Linked DNA regions of Mus musculus: all the other regions are linked to region 1. Evidence: chromatin contacts called from public HiChIP or PLAC-seq and promoter capture Hi-C data. All regions are on one chromosome and are shown on one strand. The core of a region is the stretch at or near the end of the contact, and the rest is flanking DNA. Distances in the headings are between cores, read along the strand shown. Region 1 holds the start of Nr4a3 (nuclear receptor subfamily 4, group A, member 3). Region 2 holds the start of Rnf20 (ring finger protein 20). Region 3 holds the start of Trim14 (tripartite motif-containing 14). Region 4 holds the start of Zfp189 (zinc finger protein 189). Region 5 holds the start of Coro2a (coronin, actin binding protein 2A). Region 6 holds the start of Tbc1d2 (TBC1 domain family, member 2). Region 7 holds the start of Gabbr2 (gamma-aminobutyric acid (GABA) B receptor, 2).

Region 1 (3,384 bases), core at 489-2,988:
GCCTGTGGAGGGAGGGAGTGGTGCCACCCCCACCCCCGGCAGTCTTTGGCGTTATGTGTATCTTGCTGGGTTAAAACAACTCCAATAAAGTAATTTCATTCATTGTGTTCAGTATGCGCGTTGGGCAGCTTTTCTTTCTCCAACTTGGTTCTATAAGAAACATTTCCCGATTGTTGGCAAAGGAGCTCCAGAATTGGAACAGCGGAGGAATGGCCGAACCGAACCCTGTAACCTCTCTCCCAGCCCTCCCAGGCCCTAGGATAAGCAGCTCCAGAGCACTATTGACCACAGTCCCCGCGGCTCTTCCCTCGGGAGAAGCCGGGCACATAAACAAAAGGCCAGCTCCAAGAACGTTCTTGGAAATCAAGGGACCAATGCTCATGAGCTCCCGCATGACTGCCGGAAGCCTCCAACAGGTTCGAGAGGTGCCTTTGAAAGCCAGTCTCCGCCGGCTGCGCTCCGCTGCTCGGCTCCCCTTTTCACCATCGAGAACTTTCCTTTCTACTAAGAAGAAAACACTCGGAGCAACTTCTCCGAAAGCTCATTGAAAAGTAACACAAGCCTTTCCCACACCAGCCAAGGCCTGGAGAAGAGGGACCTGGTCCCCACGCGTGTCGGGGCGCGAGAGTCGGCAATTACACCCGATTACCTCCATGGGGAAAAGTGTAAACCAGCAAGTCGGCGACGCCAGGCAGACGTGCCTAGTGGAGCCCGGGGCTCATTTCAATACAATAAGCCGCATTCCTACAATTACACCCTCTTTGCTGAGCTCCTCCAGAGCCTCTGCAAACTCCGGCCGCTGCTGCCCAGGCACTGGCCCTCCTAAGCTTTCTCCCAGACAACCAGCTCCGTTTCACCATTAGACACATTAACTCGGACCCACCAGAGTCCCTATTTCCAATTCCACTTAAAAGGCAGGAAAATTACTGCCGTTCATCACCGGGGCTCCAACTCTGCCTCAGCGGCAGCCGCTGCCGCCGCCGCCGCCGCCGCCGAGAGCATCATTACCATGACAACTAGAGCCGAAATACCCTGAATTACGACGCTGGAGCAGCTACAGCACAAATCCAGGTCCTCCTCTTTGTTAGAGGCTTTTAGCCTCTTTGGGTGGGGAGAGGAATCTCACAAGCTTCAGAGTCCCTGAGGGCCAGCTACAAGGGAAAAGTTTCAGCTTGGAACCCACCGGTAGCTGGGCGAGAAAACCTGAAAGGGGAGGCGGCGGGAGGGGGCCACCCCATATTAAAAGTTGTCAATTTCAGGAGCGACACTTCCCAGCGCGCCAACTTTTAAGCAAGTCCCCACATTAACTGGGCATATCGTACGTACTTGGGTGCTGTGGCGGTTCCGTCTTTAGAGCGAGTTTCTAGAGAGCGACCCCGAAATCTGGATTGGGGGAGAGTCACAGCTGCTGTCCCGGAAGGGCTGCGGTGCACAAACCCAGCGGCTCCCAGAGGCGGTGAGCGGCTGGCGGGGGATGCTGCGATCCCAACTCATGGGAGAGCGCCGCCGAGAGGTTCCGCAGGCATCCAGTCTCCGGCTGCGACCAGGGGGTAGGATGTCGCCACGTTTCCCACCTCCACGGACACTGCGGGCTCTGTCAGCGTTGCAAAGTGAGCCCTGGAGGGGCGTCCGGCTGCGGCGCGGCGCGGCGCGACACTGGCGAGGGAGCCGGGTGAGAGGGGTGTGAGCGCGCGGGAGAGAGTGGAGTGTGTGTGCGGAGCGTGTGAGCGCGCGTGTGTCTGTCTGTGTGTGCAAGTGAAGGAGCGGGTGTGAGCGTGTCTGTGTATGGGGAGCGGAGGAGGAGCAGGCGCTGGAGGGGTGGGGGGCGGGAGGCAGGAGACTCGGCTCTCCCGGCTGCGCGTTCGCTCGCTCTCTCGGCACGTCATTTATGCCACAGGAGCCCTAGCAGCCTCTCCATAGAGTGCCTGGAATGCGAGACGTCAATGTGACGACATGGGACGCTACGTCACCCTCCTCCTCCCTCCCCTGGCCCAGCCGGTTCCGCGTGTGCGAGGGTGTGTGTGTGTGTGTGTGTGTGTGTGTGTGTGTGTGTGCGCGCGCGCGTGCGCGCGTCCTCCGGCCATTCTCACGGCCGCACAATGGAAACCACGGGGAGCTGCGGACCCCAGCCCTGAGGCTTCTCAGATTCGCGCGGCCAACCCCTCTGCACGGGAGCCGCTTGCCAGGGCGCCGGTCTACCAGAGGGTGCCGCAGCCCGCCCGCGGGTCAGGCGGGACCGCCCAGCTGTCAGGCTCCGGGTGGAGCAGAGTTGGAGGAGTGCTGCTGGCTCGCCTCCGAGGCTGCCCCGAGGCATCTAGCCAGGTCCAGGGGGTAAGAGAGAGGACAGCTCTTCCGAAAGGGAAGGCTACGCCAGCCAGCTTCTCCGAGTGACCTGGCAGTCGCAGCTGAAGGAGTCTGGCACCAGGCCGAAGACTCCCAGAGGTGCAGCTGTGCTTCCCTCATGCAATGGTTCTAAGGCTGTTTACGTCCCTCTGGCCCTCTGCGCCTAGGCTAATTTGCCTCTTCCTCCTGTCATGCTGTTAGTGTTTCACCCTAGGATGCAGACAGTTCCAGGGACAAGATTTTATTTCTTTTTACTTATGGTGTGAGGTTCTTGACTGGACGCTTTATAATCCAAAGAAGTGCACATCCAGCCACGCGCGCGCTGCACGAGAAACTATATATAAAACAAACACACCACACGTGTTGAACAGCTGAGTGAGTCTGACTGTTCCTCTACTCCCCAGCACCGGGTCAGACATGGAACTCAACTCGCATTTGAGGGTTGTAGATGCCTCCCCTTCCACCTCTCAAATGAAATATTCAAAATCAGTCAACAGGATTCATTAGGTTGTCTCTAGGGGATCTTAACTATGGTCTCCTGGGGCGGGGGGCGGGGGGGGGGAGGTACATTTGTCTTCCAAGTATGTAGAAAGTCTGGGCGACTGTATAAGGGACAGCGATTTTTTCCTGGAAAAAAATTTAGGGTGTCACTTTCTTGCTGAGAACAAAACAAAACAAATAACAAAAACAAAACAAAACAAAACAAAACATGTTTGAGTTAAGAACTCTTAGTTCCAAAGGTTGCTGCTAACTGAAAGTAACCTCTTTCAGAAAAAAAAATTTTTTTTTACGAAGACGTTAGAATGAAACAACACAGACAGACGCGGTCTCCAGTGGTCTGCTAGAATCTCAAGTGGCATTTTCTTTTGATCTGCCCCAACAATTGAGCGTGTGGGTGGCAAAGTTGGGGGAATAGGATCCCCTAGTCATAGCACATGCTTCAGAATCTAAGAAGGTTCGAACTAGGACCAGAAACTCGAAAAACAAAACAACACATGCATAGTGTGTCTCTCTGTCTACGCCTCCACTTTCACTTTAGCC
Region 2 (3,384 bases), core at 370-2,869, 1.6 Mb before region 1:
GTAAGGGAAAAGTGCCAATTAACTATAGCAAAGACTACTGTAGTCAGACTCTCAATAAAATAAAATAAAATAAACACCACAGCTTGCAAATACAGATCAAACATAAATTAATACACCTCACTTCAAGAACTGACCACCACATCAATTCATCTATTTCCCTCTTCTTTGCTAATGCTTATCTCTTAATTCAAGAAGCTTCCATAAATTTCTACTTTCAGGAACAACTGACAGAAGCCAAGCACACTTTTGCAGCCTCGTTTTCTCGTACCGTTGAAGAGACACCTCCTAACTTAATTGTTTCCACGGTGGTCCCTGAATCTTCAACAGCTGTCTTCTTCTCTGGAGGCATAGATGTGCCCGGCTCTCCAGCTGCTCTTTTATTTCCAATTCCTGACATCTTGGTATAAGATGACAGTTATATTTTTCTGAATGAAAAAACAGAAACAAAAATAGAAAACATGAACTGAATCAAGATAAGCAGACATGCCACAATATAAAGTACCTGTATATAAAAACTAGTAATTTTTTTCAGGCCAACTCTTTAACCTAAATCAAATAATTCTACGACAAAACCCATCAACCCTAAATCAAGAGAGAAGGGGGAGGGGAACTGTTGAGGAATGGGATTGACAGGATTATAAATTTCTACACAAGATGCTAATAACAAATAAAATTCTACTCAAATAATAGAGAAGCTATGAATAAATTTCAGGATTCTCACTTCCTGAGATGCCAAAAACAAAAAACTAAAAGAAGGAGAGTTTATTTATGACAGAGGTTAAGGTTAAAGTATTAGGAGACTTGGGGCAAGAGACGTGGGAAACATTAGCTAAGTCATTAATCCTATACAAGTCAGTTATCTCTGAATCTCGGTTTCCTAAACGAAGGACAACAACATGTTGCTAGACTTACTGCAACAAATGGATGGCATAGTTATAGAAACAACTTAGCATAATGTCAGATGAACACTAAGCACCCAGAAATGCAAGCGTTCTCTTTGCAGAGCCTTGTAAACGCTCCCTGAGCAGTTAGTTCTCCAGATGTCAGACGTAGGTGAGCACCCCAGCGCTTCCTTTGGGGAGCCGGGCTGCCTTTAGAGACCGAACCTGCCAACAATCCCCGTTTCTTTATCTGTTCAGACGGGATGCTCTTTCAGTATTTCCTACCTGACTCTGGTTCCGAAACTCACAAGGAGGTGGAATGGATGCTAGATGGCGAGCACCGCGGCCATCAGGGGTCTACATCCAGCCGGCTTCCGATCCAAACTCCGGGACGAGGCGTCAATGGCAAGCAGCAATCTGGGTTGGACCTCGCCTGCAAAGAGAGGAGACGGGAGCTGAGGAGAGAGCGCAGCTTGACTGGAGAGCGCTGGCCGCTGGCTCCGGCGTGGCTAACTACAGGCCGGGAAGATGGGACCCGAGAGTCCTCGCCGCTCACGGCCCGGGAGCAGCAGACGACAGAGCAAACCTGGGCTCTGGCAACTCCCGCCGCAGGGAGCGCGCGGCTCCCAGCGCTTCTTCACGAAGGCCCGAGAGGGACTCCAAGGGATTCACTTGGGATCCGCTGCGAGAGGGACTGAGCTCCACGGAGGCGGAGGCACGGAGAGGAAGTAGGGAAAAGGAAAAGGAAGTTGCTTCAACTTTACCCGAGGCACGGCGAGGAGAGGGCGGAAGTGACGTGTGGGAGACCGCCAGGCGGAAGTGACGCGTGAGGAGGGGGCGCAGTCAGTTCTGCGTGTGCGCTGCCGCCTCTGTGTTGGGATGGGCGGGGACTGTTTCAGACTCCAGTCCCAAAGTGACCGGTCTCTTCAACGCGAAGCATTGTGTACGGTTTTTTTGTTTTTTGTTTTCTTTTTTTTAAGGTCCATTATTATTACTGACGGAAAGCGTTTTGTTTATGTTTTGTGTTGGGGGGGCGGTCCTATCTCATCCAAGCTGCTAATTGGTTGATGGTCCTGTCCATCTCCCAAAGGGCAAGCGCCCTTACCTGAGGTGTGGGTGGAGCACTCTTTAAAGAGATGAAATAGCCTGCGTAAAACTCAAGGAATTTGACCGATTTCTAGTTCTGTGTAGTTTCCTTAAAGGGGATTCCAGCACGGCGATGGTAGCACTCGCCTTTAATCCCAGCACTCAGGAGGTAGAAGCGGGCTGATTCCTCTGAGTTCAAGGCTAGCCTGGTCTACAAAGCGAGTTCTCGTACAGCCGGAGCTACACAGAGAAACCATGTCTTGAAAAACCAAAATAAATAAGCACATAAATACATACATACTATGCATAGAAACCCTGCCTCAAAATAAATAAATACTACACAGAGAAACTCCTGTCTGGGAAGGCCAAAATAAATAAGCGGGGTCTCTATTTAGCACTACCTGCAAATGACACTCAGCTGGAGAACTTTAGTCTCTTGTAGGGTTAAAAAGTCACCTTCGCCGGGCGGTGGTGGCGCATGCCTTTAATCCCAGCACTTGGGAGGCAGAGGCAGGCAGATTTCTGAGTTCAAGGCCAGCATAGTCTACAGAGTGAGTTCCAGGACAGCCAGAGCTACGCAGAGAAACCCTGTCTCAAAAACCAAAAATAAAAAATAAAAAAAAAAATAAAGCCACCTTCATCCCATCCCATCTTCCCCCTATGGATTCTCATCACAGGTTTGGAAACTACTGCTTTAGTGTTTGGAGAGGATAAGATACTGACCAGAGACACTGGGGATGGGGGGGGGGGGGTCGGGGGGGGGGAGGAGGGTGTTAATTAAGAACAAGTCAATTAGTCTGTAATCTCAGTACCCGTCTTAATATGATTTTTTTTTAATGTGTGCATAGGTGTTCGAGTGCCCACATGTAAAGCTCAGAGGACAACTTTTGGAGCTAGGTCGTACTTCGAAGGCTCGGGTCTCAAGGGCTGAACTCGGGGTGACAAGCACCTTTACCCACTAAACCATCTTGCCAGGCCAGTACCAGGATGTTTAAAATTTATTGAGCGTTGATATTTTTTTTACGTTAGAAATAAACTACATCATTCAATTTTACTAAATGCATTTTAATGATAAAAAGGCAATCGATCTAATCTGCCCTTGAAAAGCAGTGTGGCTTCTGAAATTGTGGCAAATTAACCAATGACAGCAGATAAAGGCACAGGGATGTAAGAATGGCTGCTATACCCTTTTTAAAAAATACATGTAAATATGTTTGGAGGAAAACCTAACCCACACCGAATTTCTGGCAGTAGAAAGAATTTGGGTGTTCTTGTACTTGATTAGTCTTACCTGTGCATGAGACAAGAAGGTTGTATTAGTCAGGGTTCTCTAGAGTCACAGAACTTATGGGTAGTCTCTAGTAAGGGAATTTGTTGGTGACTTATAGTCTGCAGTCCAACTCCCCAACAATGGTCA
Region 3 (3,384 bases), core at 575-3,074, 1.5 Mb after region 1:
GCGATGAGCTAGCTATGCTCGCCTTCCTTGTGCTCCCGAGTATGGCAGGGATCTGGAGCTCCTGGGATGGCGCGCTCTCTCTCCTTTCATTTGTGACCAGCATGTCAGTCTGTAAAGCTCCAACCCCATGCTCAGAAGGCAGGAGGGCCACATAGTGAAGACACCAGCCCAAAACCACTGGCTGCCTCTTATGTGTGGCTAGGGGTGGGGTCCAGTGAGCTTCCCATCAAATCTCTGTACAACACCATCCCCTCAAAAAAAAGCTATCCCCACTGTAAGGGACCCAGACCCAGACCTCACATTCAGGAACAGGTCACAGGTGGCTATGAACAAAATTATATGTTGTTTCTTGTTCTGTTGGGTTTTTTTTTACATCTAGAATAAATTATTTAAATTATTTCATAGCAAGGGAGAGGGATATTTGTCATCTTTTTTTTCTTTTGAAGATTTTGTCATATTTTTTTAAGATTATGTTTTTATGTTCTTGGGCTAATGGAGCAACACTGCCCCCTGACACAGTGACCACCCAAGCAGCAAAGCCGCCCTCGGCTCCTTCCTTCTTGCCTTGGGAGCTTTCTTTCTGATGACTCAGGAACTTTGTGTGAATGAGGGAGAACGCTTGGAGATGAGCTTGTACCCACCTTAGCTCTACAATAATTCTGCTTCCTAGAACAAAACTTGAGGTTGTATCCCAGAGGGAAACGGGAATCAAGATACGGACCTATGCTTTTCATATGAAACCGTGCCTGAAGCCGTTTGAGTGATTGTTTGAATGTTTCTTAAATTCCTTGTACCTTTGTAAAAAAGTAAATAAAAAAATAATTAAGAAATAAAAGTTAAAATAGACACAGAATCGTGCAATGTAAGAATATGACAATCTACTGTGGGTGGTAATTCCTGCCTGTAATCCCAGTTCATGGAAGGCTGAGGCAGGAAGATTGAAAATTCCAGACCAGCTTGGGCAAAGGAGTCTAAGACTCTGCCTCAACCAAAATAATAATAAATAATAACACCAGACTCGATATTGCAATGCTTGGCGATTTCCTTTTTGTTAATTCGTTCTACAAGTACCAATTTAGCACTAGGTGTCTGGACCAGATGATACCGGACCAGGTTGGCAAACTGGTCAGTAAGGTCCGAATACCCTTGAAGTGCTTCCACTTGTGTTTGAGAGAATTCGTGAGGGGCAGGATGGGGCAGGGTGGTCAGGCGGCTGTGGGTGGAGAATGGACGCTTCCTGAAGAAGGAGATAAGCCACACCTCCATGTGATTGGGGGACAGTGAGCAGCAGCTATACCTTAAGCAAGAACTGCAAAATGCCCCGGCTAGAAACAGGGTGGGTCATTCACCCATCAAGGCAAGAGAAATCAGAACATCTTCAGGGCCTGGGGCTTTGAAGTTTTAGCCTGAAGATAATTGGGGCTTCTTGGAAGTATGTTCCAACTTCACCCCCACCTGCCCCCACATGGCTGACCATAGGGAGGAAGCACTACAGGAAAAGAACAAAATGAGGTGTAGAAAATGTAGGCCCTCTGGGCAGGCCACACCACCTACTACGCACCTCCGCAGTTTGCCAGAAGCCCAACATCATCAACAAGCGGGAAGCCAACCTTCCAGTGAGCCCATCAGTGCAAGCACCCGCGTTCCTATCTATAGTGACCTCCTCCTCCTCAAGGTGAGAAAGAGTGGAAGGATGCTGTGCCGCGGATCCAGCACTAGGTGGGACCAAGCATCAACTCTCCAGCAGGTCATCGCCCCTCCAGTTTGCCACTGGGAGCTGGGTCGCCCGCCCCGCCCCGCCCCGCCCCTCCCCGAGCAAGGTTTCGATTTCTGCACCAACCCAACCCGACCACACTGCACAGAGAACAGCGGTTGCCACTGAGAATGGCGAGCGAGACTACCGAGGCGCGGGCGCCCTTTCAGCCCGACGGGGCGTATGGCTGGCGCTGTCCGGAGCACAGCGAACGCCCGGCTGAGCTCTTCTGTCGCCGCTGCGGCCGCTGTGTGTGCGCGCTCTGCCCGGTTCTGGGTGCGCACCGCGGCCACCCGGTGGGCCTGGCCGAGGAGGAGGCTGTGCGTGTGCAGGTGGGAAGCCGCGAGGGCGTGCACCGCAGGTCTGGGCGGGCGGAGATTGAGCACAAGAGTAACCGTCAAAGGAGGGTCAAATCCCGTTAGGACAGGGAAACTAAAGGGGGACCCTGAGGTCCTCTAGATAGTAGACAGTAGGATCGGGAGGCAGAACCCTATGGAAGTGCAAAAGTTGCTCAAACCACCAGCGAAGCTTCCCAAGATTGGCTTGGGGTACAGGAGGCTCAAGCTGGTTAGTACTCACACGTTCTTTACCGCTTCTGCTAGGGCAACTCCCCAACCAGAGTCAAGGACGCGGGAGGGACGTTCGCCTAACAGAGCACAGGGGAGGATGAAGTTGGAAAATTGGGAGTTTACAGCCAACCTGTGATATGTAGAGAGACTATCTCAAAAGACCAGATTGTAGAAAAAGAAAACTGTATGTATGCGTGTGTTCCATGAAGCCTGGAAATGTCTCTGGACCCTGGAGTTCATAAAAGGCCATTCTGAACTGGGACCTGATGGCCTATGTTGTTTTGCTAAGTCAATAAGGTCCCTCTTCCTGCCTTGAATCCGGCTCCTCCCCCTATGCAAATACACCACTGTCCCCTCTCCCACCCCACCCACGGAAGAGGCTTGTTAATCACAGCCTTATCTTCTATAGATAACGAGAAAGCAGGACCCCCAGCCGGCTGCCCTGGCTCTGCAGAATCTATTCTCCTCTCTGCATTTGAGGAAGGCAAGCTAGCCAGAACCTTCTGAACCCCCGGGGCTGATTTTATGTTTATCTCCAAGAAGTCTTTGTAATTCTGCCCAAAGCACCTTCCTTTCTGCTCTCTCCTGACTTAACCACCCTTGACAAGACTACAACTCCAATCTGAATTGGGCCTGAGGGAGGACAGTCTGACTAGTGGAGTCCTGCCCCTGCTTCCAGAACCATCCTTCAGCAACTGTGAAATGACTGCTAATAAGGATCCTCAAATGCTGCTACTCGGAGACCCAAGGCTATGCGTCAACCTAGGCACCCTTCCTCTGTCTATCCACAGAGCCATTCCTTCATCAAGCACATACTCAGCACTCAGCGCCATGGCTTGTACCGTGAGCCAAGTCAGAAATCAGATCCTCGCCGCATCTGGATGAGTTAGTTGCCTGGTTGGTCAGGGGTAGGATAGTAGCACTGCAATGTACTACATATCATACTAGGGAGCCCAGGGTGGTGGCCAGTGAGAGCCAGAAAATAGAACTTGGGGCAGGAAGCCACGCAAGCACTTCCCCAGGGAAGTGCCATTGGGTGGACATGAGCTCTTCTGTCGCCGC
Region 4 (3,384 bases), core at 340-2,839, 1.5 Mb before region 1:
GCTCCAGAAGGCAGAGTGAAAAGAGGGTGGGAGGAGAGCCGTGGGAAGATGAACCGGGAAGGAAAGTACAGAGCCAACAGAGCCGTCTGGGAATGAGATTCTGAAGCTGCCAAAGCCAGCCTTTGCTAACAAGGAAGCGAGGGAGACCAGAGTTGTAGAAAGATCCGAATCAGAAGGTTGGGACAAAATAGTGCTGGTGTCAGTTACACTGCTTGACGCATTCTGGGTTTAAGTGTTAGTACCTTATTAGATATTTTAGTTAGAAAAAGCGTGCATTCTTACCCAGCGAGACCAGCTTTCCGTAGCTGTCCATCATGACATCTTTATACAGGCTTCTCGGAGCTGGATCCAGATAACCCCACTCCTCCTGAGTAAGAAACATAGCCATAGCCTCAAATGTCAGCCACTGCTGGAATTGTTTTCTCTCTGTAGTCAGTTCCAGTGGTCTCTCCACTGAAAGTGGGAGAAGTTATTGTCACTTTACCATGCTCCCATTCACTAGGAGGAACACGGTAAGTAAGAGTTCCAAAAGGTGCTCAATTCATGGCACCTCACACTGAAAAGGATCTGGACTGGTCTAGATCCACGCCTTCCAAACTGAAGGTCTTCTCTGCTTTCGTTATTACACACTAATACCACGACTGTTTTTAGTTAACAGCCTTAAGACCACCCCAACGTTCCCTGGCCTCACTGTTCGCCCCAAGCTTCTACCCACACCAGCTTGGGACCCAATTCGACGCAGTTCCATTAGGTTTTCTAAACACTCACCTTGAGTTCAGACATTGTGCTAGCTGCAGAGGACAGACGAGATTTAAAAAAAAAAAAGAAGAAAAGAAAGAAAAAAGTGCCTCACCTGAGAAACTCATAAATGAGATCTAACTTGGAGCAGTCTTAATTTTCCCCAGCCGATTTATCAAGTTACTCTTGAAAAAAAGAAAAAAAGAAAGAAAGGAAAAAAGAAAAAGGGGCCTTGGGGAGTTTGTAAGTGAACTAAAAGCACCTTGCAGCAAGGGGTATGTCCCGCAGCAAGGGGTACACAGGAGTTGACTGGGGTCCTTTCTTAAGAGTTGTAGAAATGGCCAGGAGGGGGACAGGGGAAGAGGTGATGGCGCGGCCTTGCTGTCTTGGGAGTGGCGAAATAACGGAGATCTCTTGAAAGGGCAACTCACCTTTGGCTCCAGCGGTGGGCTTGGGGACGCCATCGCCTCGTTCAGGAATAGCAGCCACACGACATTGGGGCTCTGATGAGGCCTAGATGGCTGTTGGAAATAAGGCTCGGCGAGAAGGGGCTCACCGGATGGGTCTGGTGTGGTCCTGCCTCTGTCTCGGAGCGGTCAAGTTCCTAGGGGCATATCAGACGTTCTGTCTGGCTGTCCTCCAACCCCAAACCCAGTCCTCTGTCCCGCTGCCTAGCCTTAGGGTCTCCCTGTAATATCTCCTCCTTGTTGCCAATTCCTCCGCCTCAAAGTCAAGCTGCACTACTACCGACCACCCCCGGACCAGAAGGCGTTACCCGGAGCCTTCGCGGAACCGCTCCAACTACAACTCCCAACATGCCCAGGGAGCGAGCCACCGCCTTCTTCCGTAAATGGCAAGCGAACTACATTTCCCGGAATGCATAGGTCTGGGCAACGTCAGGGGCCGCTGAAGTAAGCTCTCATCTGATTGGCTGAGTCGGGCACGTCTGGCGCTCTTGGGTTGCTTGTCGAGAATGGCGGCGCTGATCGTGTCTCGGTTAGCAAGAAGAGGCTGGCTGTGGAAGCTTCCCTTGGCAACACGTAGAGAATTTTGGTCTCGATCCAGGTAAATCTGAGTGTTTCTCAATGGTCTAAGTTCCACGTAAGTAATCAGAAGCGGAGGGGACGAGTTCAGAGGGTTAAGATGGGACCCTGGTCCTGAGCCTTCAGGAGTTAGCGTGGAGTAGGGATCCGAGCTAAAAGCTTACGTTTCTGCGATTGGCAGGACCGCTTCTAACGGCAACACGGTGCGCTTTCCCAGATTTCACTGATGCATACAACAAATAGTTTCTAAATGCCTTCCGTGTCTCTAAGTGTGTACCCAGCAGTACTCTCTTTCCCACGCTTTAGTTCCACACGGGAGGGAACTGAGGCCCACTGAAGAGAAGCACGCACATGGTGGATCCAGAAGCCCCGTGACTTAACTGCTTATCCACAGTTTTCCTCACTGCATCCTGTGGGATCTATGTATATTACTTAGATAATATTTAGGGCCTGAAAATTTAACCGCTGGGACCTCAGAGAACAACGAACGTATTAAGTTAGAAGTTTGAATCCTCACCCCATGTATTAACTCTAACCTTTCCCTGGTTAGTGTCAGATGTCCCAAGTTCATTTCTTTTTTTTTTCACTCAACAGATATTTTAGTGTTTACTATATGATAAATATTAAAGATAAAGTGGTTAATTAGACCAAATCTTTGTCCTCATAGGAGAAGGGGGGCAGTTGGTGATAAACTGTTCATTTTTCAGGTAACCGTTCTTTAAGGTGTAAATGGATGTAGTGATGTATATTCACATAGAGGAGAGATTTCAGCAGTCAGGCCAATCCCACCTTTTTACATCCCTTTTTGCGTTCTGTTTGTTTGTTTTGTTTATTGTCAATCATCATAGCTCTGTGTTAGAATTTTAAATCTTGAAGCATAATTTCTTCCATGTTTTTCTTGCTCATGATTGCTGCAGCTATTCGTAATTTAAGATTGCTCTTTATGTCTTTGGGAAAAGCCATTCGATTTTTTTGAGTTAAGTATTTAAGTAGTGCAGACATGGAACAGTCATTGAACATGGACTGTCTCTTCATTTATATGTGTGTTTTCTGTTTCTTTCATGGATGGTTTAGAGTTTTAGAGTATAGATCTTTAACCTGCTTGGTTATTTTTTCCTAAATATTTTTTTCCTGCTGTTATAAACAAACCAGATTTCTTGATCATTTGGGGGGGGGTGATTTATTATTTCTCTAGAGAAACCACTGATTTTATTGAGGATTTATTTTATTTATGTCCATATGTGTATGTATAAATATATGTGTGCTGATACTCTCGGAGGACAGAAGAGGGCGTCAGATCCCCTGAGTTTGGTGTTACAAGAGATTGTGAGCTAGCAGCCTGAGGTGGGTGCTGAGGACTGCACTCTGGAAGAGCAGCGAGTTCTCTTAACTTCTGAGCTCAAAGCTCTCCAGCCCTCGACTTCTGACTCTTTATTAAATGTCTCTGATTGCTATTGACTGGCGGAGGCTTTGTATTCTTTCTTGGTTTAGGGTTATATGTACCTGGGATCTTTAACTGCTTCTTTTAGGTTCTGCAGCCTGTAAAGCTCCTTCTTGTAACTTTTTATTTGTGAAACATCTCTTGTATCGCCGTATATTTCTG
Region 5 (3,384 bases), core at 244-2,743, 1.4 Mb after region 1:
GCATGGTGGCCCCAGCCTTTAGGAGGTAGACAGGAGAATGAGTTCATGGGTTCTTCTTAGTTCATAGACAGTCTAAGACCGACCTGGGCTATGTGGGACCCTCCTTAAAAAAATTAATAAATGGGCTGGTAAAATGCCTAAGAGGGTGATAGTGCTGTCTCAGGAGCCAGGCAGCCTGAGACCTGTCCCCAGGAACCATGTAAAAAGCTGAATGCAGCCCTCCTACTTGGAGATGGGAGGCATCTGATATATTGCCCGATAGCTCAGGGACAGTCAGCCAGGAATATGTAGCATTGCAGAAATAAGATGAAAGGAAAGAACTAACTTCTGAAAGTTTGCACACACACACACACACACACACACACACACACACACTCGTTAAAAAGTGACAAAAATGTTTTAGATTACCATGGACCCTTGAGGGCAAAGGTCCAACTGCTGCGGTTGTGCGCTGTGTGCTTCTGCCAGTGCAGCTCCAAGCGGGATGCAGGGGGAATTCAGACGTGGGAAACCCACAGCTCTAGGAAGAAAACCGGCCCAGGGCCCTGTGGTTCAGCAGGAACTAGAGGAAGGCTTTAGCGACTGCTGTTCTAAAGTGATCAAGGACTCACCAGAGCTGAGTGTGGTGGTGTAGTCCTACAATCCCAGCTCCTAGAGGCTGAGGGAGGAAGATGGCTAGTTCAAAGCCAACCTAAGCAATTTAGTGAACTCTTGTTTCAGAAAAAGAGGAGAGGTCTCACAGTGTAGCTCAAAGGTAGAATACTTGCCTGGCAAGCATATGCACGGTCCTAATGTTCAATCCCACCATCACAAATCATACACACACACACATTAAATTTGTTATAGAGCCTACCAAGAACTCAGCTAAAGTCTCAACTTCTTGTCTATGAAATGGGAGTATTATGACTACATTGAAGGCGTTGGTAGATCAAATGTAATAAATTGTGTTCTTAGTTAACAATATATACAATACCTACTTTGTGCCAGGTACAGTGCTAGTCTCCCTCCTCCCCCCCGCCCCCCACCAAACACATCACTACAAGACACGAAGAACACTTTCCAAGACAGGTGGTGTGGCGTGGTTATTATGAAAGATATGACGTCCTATCTTCCATATTCAGTGAGCACCCGGCTGAAAGAGGGAGCGGCTTGGACGCAGCGCCCCCTAATGGCAGCAGTGGGAAGGATCTCCCGGATGCGCAGCCGCCCTCCGCTCTCCAGTTCTCCCGCCGCCTGCAGAGCTGCGGTCCCGGCGCTCGCTGCGGGATCCAGCTTCGAGCCATCTGGGAGGCAGGCGCGATGACAGTCTCCATCTCAGCAAGGGGAAACTGAGGTTCGGGACCCGAGTCCCACCCAAAGCCTGCGGCGAGAGCGTGTCGGAGGCGAGAGTGTGTGCACGCGGGACGGGAACCGAGCTGCGGGCGACGGGCGGCGCACAGGCGGGGCCTCTCCGTCCCGCCCCGCCCCGACCCCGCCCGGCCCGGTCCCGCCCGCCGGGCTGCGCGGGGAGGCGGCGGCACTGGGCGCGGGGACTCGGCGGGCGGCGCGAAGCGCGGAGCGGGAGCCGGAGCCGCCGCCGCCGCCACCTGCGCGGCAGCCAACAAGGTAGGGTGGGACCGGGCCGGGCGGGACGCTCGCTGCGCCCGGGCTGCGGCTCTGTGGCGGGAGGGATGCTGTCCCCGGCGTCGCGGAGACCTATCCTCCAGACCCCCGCACGATCTCACACAAAGCTCTGCCCCGCTCCAGTCCTCAGTTTCCCCATCGGGATACTGGTGCGGCCGCTCCCTCAGTGGGTGACTAGGAGCAGCGACCCCCAGGTTCGCGCTCCAGAGGTTAGGGGCCAGTCCTTACCGCCCGCGCCTCTTGCGGCGGTGAGCGGCCCGCCCTGGGCGCGGCAGCCAGTCTCGACAGGCCCCGGTGTGGCCCAGGTGCCCCGTGGACCCGAGTCGTGATTGTTCCTGTCCTGGCTGGGTTACCCGCGGGGGCCTCAGCTTCCAGTCCCGGGAAACGGTGGAGGAGGAAGCATCCCTGAGTCCCTGCCGAGGCGACCTGGGCGCGCGGGTGGGGCGAGCAGTCTGCTACCCAGACCAGGCTCATCGCCTGGAGCTGGAGGAGGAGCCCCGCGCTGGCAATGGCCAGATCTCAGCCTCAGACCTGCCTGGACCCGAGCCGAGCAAACACCCACCTGCATTCGGGCAATGGAGAAGGACGTCCTGGTCCGCGCCCTGGCCAGCTGCCGGAGCCCAGTTCTGCGTACCAGCCTGGTGGGACAGGGTTGGTACTACCACACTCGGTCCTCAGTCCACTTGCCAGGAAAACAGTGTCTCCGGGGGTTGGGGGACTGAGCATGTATCTAGGGGTGCAGTGACTCCAGGATCTTTAAAGACCTCTGGTGTAGGGCTGGGAAGTTCTATAAGATGCCTTTTGATGAAGGTCTTATGTTGCATTCTTCTCGAGATGGGGACTCTCACTAGCGAAACTGGGGAATCTGGTCCCACTGTGGCTGCAATCCTGATAGTGTCCCTTAGCTAGCATGTGGCCCTTCTGTCTCAGAGCCTGCTCTTCTGCGAATGCTCCAGGGACTTGTTCATAACCACCTGTGCCTCAGCACAGGAATGTGTCCTTACACGTCCCTCGCCTCCAGACATCTCTTGAGGGATGTGGAGGGAGAGAAAGGCTTAAGCCCATCTCTGGACACTTCTGCCTCATTTCCTGACATCTGTCCCCACTAAGGAACAGGCTCAGCACCTCCTGATCGCCTGTCTCCCTCTCCCTCACCCAAGGACTTTCTTAAGGCTAAAAGAGGAGACCCTTCCCTTTCCCCAGGCCAGCGCCGGTAGTGAGCCCTACGTCATCTAAGTGTACAGGCAGAGGGCTGGGTGGGCATCATAGGGTGCTGTGCGTTGCCAGGGCCAAAGCAGTGTGGCAGGGGACCTTGCCCTGTGGCCCCAACCTGGAGCTTCGCTGCAAATGAGTGTTATTATCCCCTCATAAAGGGAGACTAAGTATAAGTGTGGCTGCCAGAGCCCAGCGCCAGCTCGAAAGCCTAAGTACCACCTGAGTCCCCTGTCATTGGGAACGTTTGTGATCTGGGAGGCTACAGTGATGGCGCATGAGCAGGCAGGTCCTGATTATTACAAAGTCATCCCGAACTTTAAAAATGTACTGTGGAGTTGTGGATTCTCTGACCTGAAAGGGTCTCTAGAAACCATCTCATCCCAGGCCCTTATTCTAGGGGCAGTCTAGAAACCGTCTATCTCATCCAACGCTCGTATTCTATGGGCATATAATCACCTGTCCCAGGAGGGGGTGTGCCTGGTAAAGGCCACACAACAAACCAGCCAGGAATCCTAATTCCAAGAATGGGGTGCTTAGCAGCTAGGG
Region 6 (3,384 bases), core at 289-2,788, 1.4 Mb after region 1:
CTTTTTAAAACACTCCGATCTGCTTCTTACTGGTTCATCCGCAAGCTCGTCTCTGCAATACAGGTGAGGATTCAGTTTCATGTGGGTTGTGGTCCCTAAAGGTTTGCGAGAACTCACAGCTGCTGTGTCTGGCTCTGCTGCCAATGGCAGGACTGTTCAAAATTCAAAGTCATATTTGGCTACACAGCAAGCTTGAGCCCAGCCTGTGCTGTATGAGATCCTGTCTTAAACAATAATTTAATTGTAGCATTTTCCAGTTTTCAGTGGTGTGAATTCTGCTAAACACCCTATTGTCCTCTTGGTGGCTTACAGCTTTTAAGTCGTTTATTGACTTTCAGTTGCAGCCAACATTTAATGAAGACTCACCCTTTTCTACCTTCTGTATTTGGAGCTTCGGGCATACTATCAAAAACAGTTCTGAGGATAGACAGGTGTGGATCAAGGAAGTACTGAAGGATTTCTTAAAAATGCAAAATTATCAACAGAGGTACGATGGCCAATGTTGATTTGGGATGAGAAAATAATCTGTTTCCAATAAAAAAGACCCCCCCGCCCCCGCGCGAGCGCCTGGTATTTAGTAGACAATACTGATTTGTAACCTTCCCCATCTACAAAATCCAACGCCCAGTGGCCTCTCCAAGTCTAGGAGGGCTCCTTAGTTTCACCATAAATTCTCTTGTTGTGGAGGGAAGGGTAGGTGTGAGCCCTGCCCATCCTTATGTGAGAAAACCTTAGCAAAGTCGCTCAACGATAGAGAATCTTAAAAATATACAGGTACTCAGAGAGGGTCGCTACTGCCATACTTCCACTAAAAAACCCTTGCCTGTAAACGGATCGCACAAGGGAGTTGAGGTGACGGGCAAAGTAACCGGCAAGAAAGATGAGACTCCAGAAGAGAGGTGAACCAGAACAAGGTGTATCGATCTAGTGGCGAAACACGCCTCGGGGCGCTTTGGTAAACTGAGGCAGGAGGTTGAGGGAATCAGTTGGATCCTAGCCCTGCTATTTAAAGCTCTGCTCTGTCCTCGCGGTGCTCCGCGTTCCCGCCAGTGCAACAAGGCGCCCGAGGTAAGGCGACTGGGGCTGTAAGGTGAAATGCGAGCCGAGGCAGGGGTGGTGGAGGAGGTGGTGTCCGACCAGAGCGATCGCGGGAGGTGACTGGGAAAACTTCCAAACTTTTAGGTTCAGGATCGGAAACGGAGCGCTCGGCCAATGGCTGCGCGATGCGCCGTCCCGCGGTGACTCGCGCGGCACCCGTAGAGTGGCGGCTGGAGAGGACGCCATGCTCCAGCGCCTCCACGCGAACCCCACGGCCACGTAGCTTGGCCTGGCTTCCTGCATCCCTCCCCACGCTTAAAGCGCCTCGGAGAAAGAAAAAGCCTTGTTTTTAAACAGAGGCGCCCGCACGCGCCGCGGGCGAACGAAGCAACATGGCCGACAGCGCGGAGGAAAAGCCGGAAGTTGGCTTGGTGGGCGGGACCCGGGGCGGTCCTCGCGTGACAGGGGCGTGGCCTGCCGTCCTGCGCTGAGTTTGCTGTCAAGTGTCTAAGGCGCTCTCTCCGGCGCCGGCAGGGGTGCTCTCCGCCTTCTTCTAGGGGCTGGACCGGACCGGCTCCGCCCCAGCCAGGTATCGCCGGTTCCCAGGTGCCCGTCGGACCTCCCGCATTCCAGTGCCGCAGGCCTGTGCAGCGGGCCAGCAGCGATGGAGGACGCCCCCGAGCGCACTCCCTCTTCCTCGGAGTCCACACAGCCTCCGGGCTTGGCCAGGGAGCCCGAGGTGGTATCTCCCGGGGATTCGGAGGGCTGCGCCCGGCCTCTAGACACGGTCCCTAAGAAACTCTGTGGGTATTTAAGTAAGTTTGGCGGCAAAGGACCCATCAAGGGCTGGAAATGCCGCTGGTTCTTCTACGATGAGAGGAAGTGCCACCTGTATTATTCGCGCACCGCGCAGGATGCAAACCCCTTGGACAGCATCGATCTCTCCAGTGCGGTCTTTGACTGTAAGGCGGACGCTGAGGAGGAGGGCACTTTTGAAATCAAGACTCCCAGCCGGGTTATTACCCTCAAGGTAAGTGGAACTCCGCACTTTACAGCTCGAGCTAGTTTTCAGGGCCAATGCATGGCCACCGCAAATTAACCCGGACGGTGATCACCATCCAGTCAGTGCCCCAGAGCCTGGAGCTGTCCCACTTAGCTTTCACACCATTTCCTTATTGCCTTCCCACAGGCAAGGGTGAGGGACTCCTTTTATGCATTAAGAAACTGATTCATAGACAAAAGGGAATGGCCCAGCCCAGGCATTTACAATGCTGTGGCTCACTTTTTGGAATCTTCCAGTGCTGTTATCAAACCTGGTATTGAAGCAGTCAGGGTACTGTGGTTGCACTCGCTGAGGCCAGGATCTGATTCATATCTTGGTGTTTTGGCCAACGGGAGGGAATGCAGACATGGGTAGGGATTAGGAAGGAAAATATGTAAGTTCACTGATGGGCCTAGATTGTTCATCCAGGCATGCCTGAACTAGTGAGTTCTTAGTAAATGCCTTTTGAATAAACACGTATGCACACACGGAGTGATGGAGCCACAGGTCAGAACCTATCTATCATGTTAAGGGGAAGTGTCCTGTTACCTGTCTGGGAAGATGGATGTGGGCTTAGGTTAGTTCTCTAGGCAGAGGAGTGCAAGGATGAAGGTCTTTCTTTCCACTGCCTGGTCTCTGTCTCCCTATGTCCTCAACCTGCAGCTGTTCAGATACTAGGATGCCGGGAGGTGTAGTTCTCCTTTCCTGGCAGTGTGGCCAGTTGGCTAGGCTGGAATCCAATTTTTAAACAAGAAAGGACATTTTAGAGGTCATGTGGGCTTAGGTCTTGTGTTCCTTCCACAAGACAAGTGCTGTTGGTCAGGGTCCCTCAGCACATGATTTATTTATTTATTTTTATTTTTTTGGTTAGTCCATACATATGCCTGGCTCTGTGCTAGGCTTTGGGGTGTGGATCAAGTCAGACTTGCTCAACTCTGCACCGCATTCTCAAACAGCTCGAGGTGTGATGGGGAAACTGGCAGGCATGGGTAAGTGCCTCATGGAGACTCTGCGAAGAGTTTGGACAGTAACAGTGTGGTGACAGAGGGATCGGCTCCTCCAAATGAGGAGGGGAGCTTTTCAGAAAGACATCGTCACTTTAAACAAGTGGTGATGGGAGAGAGACGATGATGCTGAGAGAGCATAGGCAGACAGGTGGGAAACATAGTGTAAGTACGAGTCACAGGCAAGCAACAGGAGCCTGGCATACATAGGTGCCCAAAGGATGGAGGTGAAGGGGGTGACACTGGGGAGTGAGGCCAGGGCCTTGGACTTTGTTTCTAGGCTGTAGAAGCTGTCTGAGA
Region 7 (3,384 bases), core at 355-2,854, 1.1 Mb after region 1:
CCCAGACAAGCAAAGTGAGGCATGAGGTCAGAGTCTGGCCTGGAGCCAAGCTGGTGGGCAGGGAGATGGGTCTCCTCCTGTCAGTGAGACATCTTCTAGAATGTCTGGGGTGACTATTACCTCTAGACTATTTTTTTGGCTGGAAGATGGGGGTGCTTGGATGAGCTGTGCTCTTGTACAAAACCTTCAGCCGAGAGGGGAGGAATTATAGCCGCCTAGAAAGTGGCTATGCGGGCAGGCGCCCTGGCTGATTTGGCCTCAGGGTCTCTGGAGCTGTCCAAGGTACTGCCGTCCTCAATTCAGCCTGGGCTCTATCTTCCAGGTTTCCTCCGGGTTTCCTGCCCAGCTCCAAATATGCAGACTCCATTTAGATGACCCATTACAAACTGTGTGGAGGAACGGGATCTAGAGCTACTGAGAGCACCGTGGCCTCCATGTCCTCCTTTTGGAAGGGCTTTCCAATATCAGGGGTGCATAAGAGTCCTTTGTGGCTGTGCATTCTGCTTCCCCTGTATTAGCTGTATATTATCGATCAGTGTATTCTTCTGTAAAACGGGAATGATAGACCCACTGTACTAAGCGTATACGGCTGTTTTGAGGATACATCAGATATGTCAGGTAGCAAGCAGTTAGTGAAGGTTAAATTCCCACCCTTGTTACAAGGTCGTGCTTTTGGTCCACAATGCTTGGATGGGCTGTTTTATAATGTAATGTAATGTATCCTTGTACTAGTCAGGCTTTGGGATGTTGTAGGTTAGTGCTCACAAGTGCCATGATTCACAGGGAGGCACAGAGGGGTTACTCAGGTTCATCTTGTCCAGGACTACTTTGCCTGGGGTTATCCAGTGTGTTTATACCACCTGGGAGACAGAATGAGCCAAGTCCAGGCTGTGCTTCTTGGGACTGAAGACAGGGTTCCCACCCAGGGGAGAATTTTAAGGCGGGGCCCTCTGGGACTGGGGACACCGGGAGGTCAAACGCCTGGAGGAGGCGGTAGTACTCATAGGTCTCCTATCCCAGCCCTGACCTGGGCTTGGCAAAGGACTCCAGACTGGATCAAGGGTCCCAGGTTCCCTGGTAGCTGGCACAGGAGAGCGCAGGCTGCTGGTGCCCCTAGGACACCTTTGTAGAACGTTCGTTTCCTCGACTCGCCCGCCCAGACCTGGGAGAAGCAGTACCCAACCACCTTGCAGGTGCTACAGGAAGCGCAAGGCGAGGCGCCCGCGTCCCCCGCGCATAGCAGCTTCGATTCCCCCGAACGTGGGGCTCTGGAGCTCAGTCCCCGGCGGCGGGGTCAGCCGGCCGCAGCAGCCGGCGCGGCGCAGCGCCCGGGGCGCGAGTGTGCGTGTGCCGGGAGCACGGCCCTCCCCGCGGCAGCCGCAGCGCCGGCGCCTCCCCCTCCCCCGGCGCGCACGGCCCGTCCCTGTCCCCGGAGGCGGCCCGAGCCGCCGCTCAGCAGCCTTGCCTTCGCCTCCCGAGCCTCCTGCCGCCCTCCCTCCCCTGGCCGGGCTCCAGGGTCCGACGTCCCGCGGCTCCGAGCAGGAAAGAGCTGCGATCGCGCACGGAGGCGGGAGGAGGCGGCCGGGTGCGGGGCGGCCGCGCTGGAGAGAGGCGCGCGGAGACTCGGCCCCCTCGGCGCTCGCTCGCTCGCTCGCTCGTTGGCTCCCCGCCTCCCGCACTCCGCTGGCTCCCACCCCTTCCCGGCGTGATTGATCCGTCACGGGCGCCGCCGCCGCCGCCGCGGCCGTTCTGAGCGAGCAGAAGCCGGAGCCGAGCCGGGGCCCGTGCCGGCGCCATTGCGCGGGAGCCGCGGGCAGAGCTCGGCGCCGGGCGGCGGGCCGGGCCAGGCCATGCGGGCCGAGTGAGCTGGCGCCCGCAGCCCGCGGCGCGGCATGGCTTCCCCGCCGAGCTCCGGGCAGCCCCGGCCGCCGCCGCCACCGCCGCCGCCCGCGCGCCTGCTGCTGCCCCTGCTGCTGTCGTTGCTGCTGTCGTTGGCTCCCGGGGCCTGGGGCTGGGCGCGGGGCGCCCCCCGGCCGCCGCCCAGCAGCCCGCCGCTCTCCATCATGGGCCTCATGCCGCTCACCAAGGAGGTGGCCAAGGGCAGCATCGGGCGCGGCGTGCTCCCCGCCGTGGAGCTAGCCATCGAGCAGATCCGCAACGAGTCACTCCTGCGCCCCTACTTCCTGGACCTGCGACTCTACGACACCGAGGTAAGTGTCCAGTGACCCATGCCGTCGAGGCTGGGGGCGTCGAGGAGGGACAGAGCCGTGATTGTCTCCTCCTCGCTGGCTGACCGCGTACTGGGTCCATCAGGGTCTCACTGGGCTTGGCTGGAGCAGGTGGGACCCTGATCTGTGAGCACCTTCCACCTCTGTGTGGGTGTGGAATGGGGGTCTCCTTTGACCAGAGGAGGAGTTAGAGATGTGAGAGGTTGGACTCCCAGAGGCCTGCGCCGGTTGCCCCTGTCCGGTGCTGCTCCTAGGGTTGTCAGGTGCCAAGTAAGAGGAACACGCACACTGATTACAAACTGGGCCAGCCACAGCTGGACAGGCTATGGGGCCTATTCCCAGACCCTAAAAATTCCAAGCCGCCCTTTTAGGGCTAGAGGGCTCCAGGACCCTCGGGGGCCAAGCTTCGGGCAGGACCGATCCTGTGGTGCACTTCTGCAGCTCAGGGCTCGCGCGCGCCACGGTCAGCCTCGGAGCCCGGAGGGTTCTGCAGCGCTGCTGCCTGGATCTGTCCAGCGCTGGCAGTAGCTGGAGCAGTTTTGGGAGACTCCCCTTCCCCCTCTCCCCGCCTTGGGTTAGTTGCTCATAGAGTGGCTTGACAGGTCTAGCCCGGGACGTGTGGTGGTGTCCGATCGCGCTTCCACTTTTGTTCAGCAGCTGCTAACACCGCTGAGCAGGTGCACACTTGAGGCGTTCGTGTCGTGGGAGCCTAGACTTGGAGTGTGGCAGAGGGTTCCCCTCTGGCCTTCTTTTCTGAGCAGAGCTGGAGAACCAAGACCTTTCCATCCCAAACCCCGATCTCACGCCCTCATGTCTAGGTTTCCAAGGAGCCTCAGCTCAGACCCTGACTGCCCACTCTGAGGCTAGGACGAAGAGAGGGCCTGGAAGAGCGATCAGGAATAAGGACGGGTTTGCGAGTTTTTCCGGACCCAGGGAGCCCCTACTCTCCGGTCCGCAGCCTCGAGAGATAAGATTCGGCCTGAAGGGGGCAGTGATTTCCTTTACTGAGAGCTCTGTTGGCGCCTCTTGCATCTCTCCCAGCAAAGCCAGGGCGAGCTCTGGACCCTTGCTTCCCGGGCTCCCCCAGCGCACCTTTGCTGGAGCTCCCGGGCAGACTCCTCAAGAAAGGAGCATCCCCCTGGTGGTGTAACCTGGG

The links. Promoter capture Hi-C pulls out the DNA fragments that hold promoters and counts their contacts. HiChIP or PLAC-seq counts read pairs in DNA pulled down with a chosen protein or histone mark.
Region 2: a contact with region 1 is called in a promoter capture Hi-C map of pre-B cells, with 2.6 times the contacts expected there. The contact joins the promoter of Rnf20 here to the promoter of Nr4a3 in region 1. A contact is called at or near these places in 1 of 39 promoter capture datasets (pre-B cells) and 1 of 484 Hi-C or Micro-C datasets (CD4 T cells).
Region 3: a contact with region 1 is called in a promoter capture Hi-C map of pre-B cells, with 5 times the contacts expected there. The contact joins the promoter of Trim14 here to the promoter of Nr4a3 in region 1. A contact is called at or near these places in 2 of 39 promoter capture datasets (embryonic stem cells and pre-B cells), 1 of 484 Hi-C or Micro-C datasets (muscle stem cells), 1 of 115 datasets of contacts at active chromatin or transcription factors (thymic regulatory T cells) and 1 of 9 other capture datasets (liver).
Region 4: a contact with region 1 is called in a promoter capture Hi-C map of embryonic stem cells, with 4 times the contacts expected there. The contact joins the promoter of Zfp189 here to the promoter of Nr4a3 in region 1. A contact is called at or near these places in 2 of 39 promoter capture datasets (embryonic stem cells and pre-B cells), 1 of 484 Hi-C or Micro-C datasets (B cells) and 1 of 115 datasets of contacts at active chromatin or transcription factors (astrocytes).
Region 5: an H3K27ac HiChIP or PLAC-seq map of thymic regulatory T cells shows a contact between it and region 1, with 5 times the contacts expected there. The contact joins the promoter of Coro2a here to the promoter of Nr4a3 in region 1. A contact is called at or near these places in 1 of 39 promoter capture datasets (liver), 1 of 484 Hi-C or Micro-C datasets (embryonic stem cells) and 2 of 115 datasets of contacts at active chromatin or transcription factors (memory CD8 T cells and thymic regulatory T cells).
Region 6: an H3K27ac HiChIP or PLAC-seq map of embryonic stem cells shows a contact between it and region 1, with 3 times the contacts expected there. The contact joins the promoter of Tbc1d2 here to the promoter of Nr4a3 in region 1. A contact is called at or near these places in 1 of 39 promoter capture datasets (embryonic stem cells), 1 of 484 Hi-C or Micro-C datasets (embryonic stem cells) and 1 of 115 datasets of contacts at active chromatin or transcription factors (embryonic stem cells).
Region 7: a contact with region 1 is called in an H3K27ac HiChIP or PLAC-seq map of embryonic stem cells, with 15 times the contacts expected there. The contact joins the promoter of Gabbr2 here to the promoter of Nr4a3 in region 1. A contact is called at or near these places in 2 of 39 promoter capture datasets (both in embryonic stem cells), 8 of 484 Hi-C or Micro-C datasets (all in embryonic stem cells) and 3 of 115 datasets of contacts at active chromatin or transcription factors (all in embryonic stem cells).

Annotation. Positions count from the first base shown.
Region 1 is chr4:48,043,659-48,047,042 of GRCm38.p6, reverse strand. Nr4a3 (nuclear receptor subfamily 4, group A, member 3) reads right to left here and starts at 1,738. Exons shown (of 8, transcript NM_015743.3): 1 at 1,327-1,738.
Region 2 is chr4:49,630,295-49,633,678 of GRCm38.p6, reverse strand. Rnf20 (ring finger protein 20) reads right to left here and starts at 1,619. Exons shown (of 21, transcript NM_182999.2): 1 at 1,468-1,619; 2 at 1,167-1,314; 3 at 269-425. The coding sequence starts at 397. Gm45952 (predicted gene, 45952) reads left to right here and starts at 1,727. Exons shown (of 2, transcript NR_168526.1): 1 at 1,727-1,824; 2 at 2,816-3,021.
Region 3 is chr4:46,534,581-46,537,964 of GRCm38.p6, reverse strand. It overlaps Trim14 (tripartite motif-containing 14), which reads left to right and starts at 1,824. Exons shown (of 6, transcript NM_029077.4): 1 at 1,824-2,085. The coding sequence starts at 1,885. Coro2a (coronin, actin binding protein 2A) reads left to right here. Exons shown (of 12, transcript NM_001164804.1): 12 at 1-1,028. Gm16731 (predicted gene, 16731) reads right to left here and starts at 2,064. Exons shown (of 4, transcript NR_151695.1): 1 at 1,902-2,064; 2 at 642-794.
Region 4 is chr4:49,519,381-49,522,764 of GRCm38.p6, reverse strand. It overlaps Zfp189 (zinc finger protein 189), which reads right to left and starts at 1,589. Exons shown (of 3, transcript NM_145547.3): 1 at 1,170-1,589; 2 at 283-367. The coding sequence starts at 1,202. Mrpl50 (mitochondrial ribosomal protein L50) reads left to right here and starts at 1,682. Exons shown (of 2, transcript NM_178603.4): 1 at 1,682-1,803. The coding sequence starts at 1,712.
Region 5 is chr4:46,600,038-46,603,421 of GRCm38.p6, reverse strand. Coro2a (coronin, actin binding protein 2A) reads left to right here and starts at 1,493. Exons shown (of 12, transcript NM_001164804.1): 1 at 1,493-1,605.
Region 6 is chr4:46,648,353-46,651,736 of GRCm38.p6, reverse strand. It overlaps Tbc1d2 (TBC1 domain family, member 2), which reads left to right and starts at 1,538. Exons shown (of 13, transcript NM_198664.3): 1 at 1,538-2,068. The coding sequence starts at 1,703.
Region 7 is chr4:46,989,934-46,993,317 of GRCm38.p6, reverse strand. It overlaps Gabbr2 (gamma-aminobutyric acid (GABA) B receptor, 2), which reads left to right and starts at 1,604. Exons shown (of 19, transcript NM_001081141.2): 1 at 1,604-2,210. The coding sequence starts at 1,893.